2 separate regions of the Mus musculus genome follow, and region 1 is linked to region 2. A link is a contact called in public ChIA-PET data. All regions are on one chromosome and are shown on one strand. Each heading gives the region's core, a stretch centred on a gene start, on an enhancer-like site or on the middle of the called end of the contact. The rest is flanking DNA. Distances are from core to core; before and after follow the strand shown. Region 1 holds the start of Rnf168 (ring finger protein 168). Region 2 has its middle 23 kb from the start of Bex6.

Region 1 (2,994 bases), core at 130-2,629, 75 kb before region 2:
CTCAAAACATGTCTAAAAAAATGTTAAAAAAAAAAAAAAAACCCTAATTCACAGCAGATGAACACAACTTGACCATTACTACACGTGATGTAACTCTGTCCTTGACTTTAACTGATGTGTGGGCAGGGCTTATAAAACCACAAATCCTCACGATTCAGACTATTTAGCCTTCTTTTTCTTTTTCTTTAAATTAGAAAATGATGGTTCGAGCCCTGCGATGGTGGCTCATACCTTTAATCCCAGAACTCAGGAAGCAGAGGTAGGTGGATCTCTGGGTTCGAGGCCAGCCTGATCTACATTGTGAGTTCCAGGACAGCCAGGGCAACACAGAGGAACCCTTTCTCGAAAAGCAAAAACAAAAATGGTTCCCTTTCAAAGGGATTTTGGGCCGTTTTACCCAATAAACATGCTTAATTTTACTTACTGATTTCCTTTGATTCTTGTCCAGAGATTCTAAGCTTGCATTCCTTTGCATAGTGTTTTTGAATAATCTCCCACAGGTCTGTATTGACCAGAGAATTTCTTCGGGTATGGTACCGAGTCCACGAAGAGACCCGGCGACGACAGAAGGGACAGCATAGATTGGCCTTTTCAACAGTGGACTGGAAGCATGGGTTACAGAGCGTGTGGTTGCAAGGTAGGGTTACAGGCTCTAGGAGGATTTCCATACAGATCCCGCACTGACATTCGGCTAAGGAAGGGATGGAGGTTTTAGGTGCAGCCATCTTCATATGCTAATGAGACCTACCCAACGTTAAAATCAGAAAGGGACTAAAGTCGTCTTTCGCCTAATCACGCCCAGAACGGAGAAAAGCAGCGAGCCGTTTGGTGTTTACTCTCACACACAGCAGCGGACTGAGATCCAGAAGGCCTGAGTTCCCACGGGCCCGAGACAAGCAGGAGCTGTGATGTCAGGTCAACAGTTATGCCCTGAGTCCAGCAAGGGAATGAAAGAACGTTCCTCCGGGAGTCGGCGGCCTCGGGGCGGAGAGTGGTTCTGTCTCCCCGCGCCACACAAGCGCTCATCCAGCTCCCCTTCTTACGCGGTGAGGACCCGCCTCTACGCGCGAGGCGGCCGGGCTTGCCAGAGCCGGAAGCCCGGGCACCGCCGCTCCCAGAGCACCCGGTACCGCCCGGAATCCGGGCTCGGGCCGCCGCGGGACTTCCGTCTCGCCGTTGCGGTGGAGGCAGCCCTCCAGTGCCCACGCTCCAGCTTCTGGAACACCTCGCGGTACCCCCCGGGTCCCGAGACCCAGCCGCTCGCACCCGCTGTCCTGCCAATCGGTCTACTGGCCGCGGCCGGAGCAGGTACCCGGGCTCCACGGACGTCACAATTCCCCGCCAAAACGGCACGTCTTCCCCCAAGGAACCGCTCAGTCGGGCGGGACTTCCGGGAGCTGCGTCTGCGTTCCCGCCTAGCCTGCTAGTAGCAACTCCTCCCGCTTTTGGTCGCTCGGCTACTGTAGGCTGCAGAATCTTGCTTACTCAAGTAACTCTCTAAACCAAGATCCGAACAGGAATTTTTGTAATTATTCTTTCAGTATTCTTTAGGCTACCCTTCTCCTAACAAAGCTTTCTAAAGTTCTTAGTGCTAAAAGAAGAAATTACAACAAATTTACCTTAAAGATTTTTCTTAGCATTTATTTGCAACACTAGCATTTTATAGAATGAGCAGCAGATATTGGCCTTATAGACAAGTGACGCTCAAGGAGAGCAGCAACAAAGAGTTACACCTGTGGTTTCAAAGAATCCTTGTAAAGGTTAAATAAGGTGGGGGTGATATCCTTATGGTACTGGCTAAAACAGCAATGTAGAGATTTGGCTGTTATTGCTTTCCCTCTTGTTTTGGGGGTGCTTGGCTTGGGCCCTCTACCCCAGACTTTAGCATGAGTAAATGCCTATTGGGTTTGGTATGTGGAGTCTGAAGAACTCAACAAGAGACCCATTTCTATAATCAATCCCAGCATTTGGGAAGTAGTCACAAAAGGATTATTATAAACTAGCCTTGGCTACATAACTGGTTCCAGGTCAACCTGGGCTATATGAGACCCTTCCTCAATTGGTCAGCTGGTTCCCAAAACATTGCAGGCAGAGGCAGGAGGGTCTCTGTGAGGTAGAGATCAGCCTGGTCTATACAGTGAGTTTAGTAAGAGACTCTGTTTCAAAAAGGAAGGAAGGAAGGAAGGAAGGACCTCTGAACTAGGCATGGACACGTGTGTCTTGTAATTGAGGCATTTAGGTAGCAAAGGCAGAGGCAGAAACAGGAGGACCTGGAGTTGGAGTCTGTGATGGTTTGCATATCCTTGGCCCAGGGAATGGGACTATTAGAAGGTGTGGCCCAGTTGGAGTAGGTGAGTCACTATGGGTGTGGGCTTTAAGACCCTCATCCTAGCTGCCTGGAAGCAGTATTCTGCTAGCAGCCTTCAGATGAAAATGTAGAACTCTCAGCTCCTCCTGCACCATGCCTGCCTGGATGTTGCCATGCTCTGGCACCTTGATAATGGATTGAACCTCTCAATTTGTAAGCCAGCCCTGATTAAATATTGTCATAAGAGTTGCCTTGTGGCCAGGCGTGGTGGCACACGCCTTTAATCCCAGCACTCGGGAGGCAGAGGCAGGTGGATTTCTGAGTTCAATCCCAGCCTGGTCTACAAAGTGAGATCCAGGACAGCCAGGGCTATACAGAGAAACCCTGTCTCAGAAAAACCAAACCAAAAAAAGAGAGAGAAAAAAAAGAAAGAGTTGCCTTGGTTATGGTTTCTGTTCCTCAGATCTGTGACAACTTGGCATTTATACTTCTTTCTGTGTCACAGTCCACTGAGGTCTTCAGCTTCCTTTCTAACGACTTAAGGCCCACAAGCTTGGCAGAAAGTAGCAAGACTGTCCTGGAGCTGTGGCTGAGACACTGACATAGGTGCTGGGAGTGGAACTCTGGTCCTCTGGAAGAACTATACATGCTCTCAGCCACTGAGTCATCTCTCCACCCCTATTATT
Region 2 (3,189 bases), core at 75-2,574:
ATTACTATATATGTTATGTTTCCAAGATTTCTCATCTACTTCTGATTAAAAGCAAACCAATAAGGGCTGGAGGCATGCCTCAGTTGGTGAAAAGGTGATTGCCTGTGCAGGAAGCCTTGGGCTTGCTCCCCGAACTGCCTTGGTCTTGGTGATGGATACCTCTAATCCCAGAACTTGTGAGTGGAGGCAGGATGATCAGGAGTTCAAGGATAGTTATTCTTGCCTGCATATCAAATCTGAGGCCAGCCTAGGCTATATGAGACCCTATCTTTTAAAAAAAAACTAAACAAAAAATGATTTTATTTTTTGAATATGAGTTATGGTTACATAGTTCAAAATTCAAAAGATACAAAATACAATGAAGAAATTATTGGTTTAAGTAATTTATCTCTTCTGGCCAGGCACAGTGGTGCACACCTGTTAATCCCAGCTCTCTGGAGGCAGAGGCAGGTGGATCTCTGTGAGTCTGAGGCCAGTCTAAGAGTAAATTTCAAGACAACCAGAGCTACACAGAGAAACCTTCTCTCTATATATATCTATATCTATCCATCTCTCTATATACATTTCTGTTATTTCATTTTTGTTCAGTTTTGTTTCATCTCTATATGCACATATACACACACACACAGAGATGCTATTAATAGATTGTTAAGTGTTGGGGTGTGAGTAGGAGAGAACATAGATGCTAGAGTGACAGTGGGGCGAGGAGGGAGAACGTGGGCACTGTGAAAAGGTCAGTTGAACGGGAACAACGGCTGGGAGATGGGGAGGCATGTGAAGCAAGGCTAACATGGAAGGTAATGGCTAAGTCTGGATCTCTGGAATAAGAGGGAAGAAAGGGCCACTGAAGAGCTTGAAAGGTGTTCTCTTAGCCATGTAGTCTTTGCAAACCTCCCTGAGCGTATAACACTGTCTTTGGGGAGGGGAGTTTACTTCAGATGGATCCAGGGCACAAGGCAGACAGTTGAGGCCTTCATGCCTCCCCCTCCAGGTGGCTTTCTGCCCCCATTCGCTCTTGCTCTCCCTCTTTCACAAGCTTGTATATTGATTACTAGCCAGAGGTTTCAGACCTTTTCCAGAACGGATTTATTTTGGTCTCTGGCTATGTTTAAATACTATTTTACTGCCTGCCTGCCTCCTACAGCTCCTGCCTGCATGTGGAAAATGGCGGCCTTCCAGTAGGGGTTGTGTGTGTGTGTGTGGGGGGTCTGACAGGGTTCATCCAGCAGGGGGCAGCAGCAACACATTTGAGGATGGGGTAGGTTGGGGTGCCAGGGGTAATCCGCAGGGAGGAGCTTGCAGGAGGAAACCCCGTGAAGTGACAAAAGCTAACTAGTTCCTCAGTTCCACTTCCCAGTCTAACCCACACCCTGTGGTGAGTTCCGTCCATAGGTCTTCTGCCAAACGCAAGGAAGTCTTCTGAAGGAGGAGGATTGGCTCAATGCCTTTGAGGACCTGGCTTTTTATTCTTTGGTTTTTACCTAATTCATTATAATTTTCGGCCAAGAAAGTTCTAGCTTCTCTCTTGCTGCCCCTCTTCCCTTCTGTGATAGTTTCTTTTCCTCTTGCTATAAAGATGACCTGGCAAAAGCAACCTAAGAGAGAAGGGGTCACAGCAGGGATTTCAAAACCTCGTGAGCTTGAGGGCAGTGGTCACATTCATCCACTGTCGTAGAGACAAGGAATGTGCACATGCTGGTGATCAGCTCGCTTTCTCCTGCCTGGGGAATGATGCTGCCCGCAGTGGGCAGAACTTCCCATTTCCACTAAGGCAATCAAGATCATCCCCCAAAGTCATGTGTGTTTCCCCGGGTGAATTCTGCATTATCAAGTTGACATCATTCACTTTTGATATTTTCTCCATTTTTCCCTGACTGTCAGGGTTATGGATCAATCCATCCATATAATTACCATCCAGTCTCCATGGAACTTAGAGACACAGCATGAACGAGCACGTTTCACCTAGATCCATCATATTTACCTCCAACCACCTGGAAGGCAAGGGCTTCTGTTTCTCATGTCTCCATGCTTCTCATTCACTTGCTGGATCTTTGGTTGACAGGGTAGGAGGGCAAGGACTCTACCTGCAGTCAGGCATGTAGCATTGTACACACATGGATGCCACAGGGAAGTTGCCTGGGAACAGGACATGCGTAGTTGGGTATCAAAACAGAGGTAATGAAGAATTCTGCAAAGATCCCCGGAAAATGTGATTCTAGGACCTTCTGGTTTTTTTCACCAAAACCTACAGGCACAGCACCCTAAATAACCTTTCCACACCAATGTCACAGCAGAGGCTTTGTGGAGAATACGATCTCTCAAGAGAGTGCCTAAGTCACCAGTCTCTTGCATGATTTTACCTGCTGGATTTCAGGGAAGTCACTGGCCCTTTCTGAACCTCAGCCTCTGGTCTGTGAATGAATTGTAACAACACAGTCCCAACCCCTCACATGACTGAGGTACTAGACTAAGGCGCTAATGGAAGATGGTTTCATGTGTAACCATTTCTAGCTAGGCTGTTGTGGTACACGTCCCTATTTCCAGCACACTGGAGGTAGAGGCAGGCAGATTTCTGAGTTCTAGGCCAGCCTGGTCTACAGAATGAATTCCAGGACAGCCAGGGCTACACAGAGAGAATACGCCTCAGGGAGGAGAGAGGGAGGGAGACCTACTTTTAAAACTGGCTCTAGACTGAACCAAAGAGGGACGAGGGACACAGGTTTTAGACCGTTTCTGTAGGGCTCTGTAAAGCTGCCTCTGAACCACCCTGGGAGAATGCGACGGATCTGGGATATAGTCTGTTTACTTGCAATTTCCAGGGAGATTCCATATCGTCTTCTGGTAACGCAGATCGAAGCATGTTTTATAGTGCACATTTCCTTATCATTTGTTGTTTAGCTTTCTGGTGCAGTTGGAGCCTGGGAGTATTTTGAGGGTAAGAAAAGAAGCTATTCATCTTTATATCCTGTCCAGGACAACGGGGCCCTAGGGCCCCCGGCTTGTTGACCTGACTGTATTGTTCTTTCTTCTCTGGAACTCGGAAATAGGCTGGCCGGGGTTCTTTGTCCGCTTTACACGGTATATTTGCAGAGTTCAAAACAACCCTTGCTTTAATTAGGCTTGTGTTTTCTCTCCTGTTAAATTTAATTTCCCCGCTGTTATTGTATGGCCCGGGATGGGGCCGGAAGC

What was found. ChIA-PET counts read pairs in DNA pulled down with a chosen protein or histone mark.
Region 1: an RNA polymerase II ChIA-PET map of memory CD8 T cells shows a contact between it and region 2, with 304 read pairs. The contact joins the promoter of Rnf168 here to the enhancer-like site in region 2. A contact is called at or near these places in 3 of 39 promoter capture datasets (embryonic stem cells, macrophages and pre-B cells), 3 of 484 Hi-C or Micro-C datasets (the HPC-7 cell line, large pre-B cells and pre-B cells), 9 of 115 datasets of contacts at active chromatin or transcription factors (the 230-238 cell line, the SCID.adh cell line, cardiomyocytes and 5 more) and 3 of 9 other capture datasets (adipose tissue, liver and pancreatic islet).

The regions. Positions count from the first base shown.
Region 1 is chr16:32,275,846-32,278,839 of GRCm38.p6, reverse strand. Rnf168 (ring finger protein 168) reads right to left here and starts at 1,379. Exons shown (of 6, transcript NM_027355.2): 1 at 425-1,379. The coding sequence starts at 731.
Region 2 is chr16:32,200,941-32,204,129 of GRCm38.p6, reverse strand. No RefSeq gene overlaps it. Among named protein-coding and RNA genes, the nearest start is that of Bex6, 23 kb to the right of the region's middle. Within about 2 kb of position 1,324, at least 76 of the 459 cell types and tissues checked have an H3K27ac peak or open chromatin away from gene starts, as enhancers often do. A contact at or near this core is called in the 230-238 cell line, the HPC-7 cell line, the SCID.adh cell line and 2 more, where this site is marked.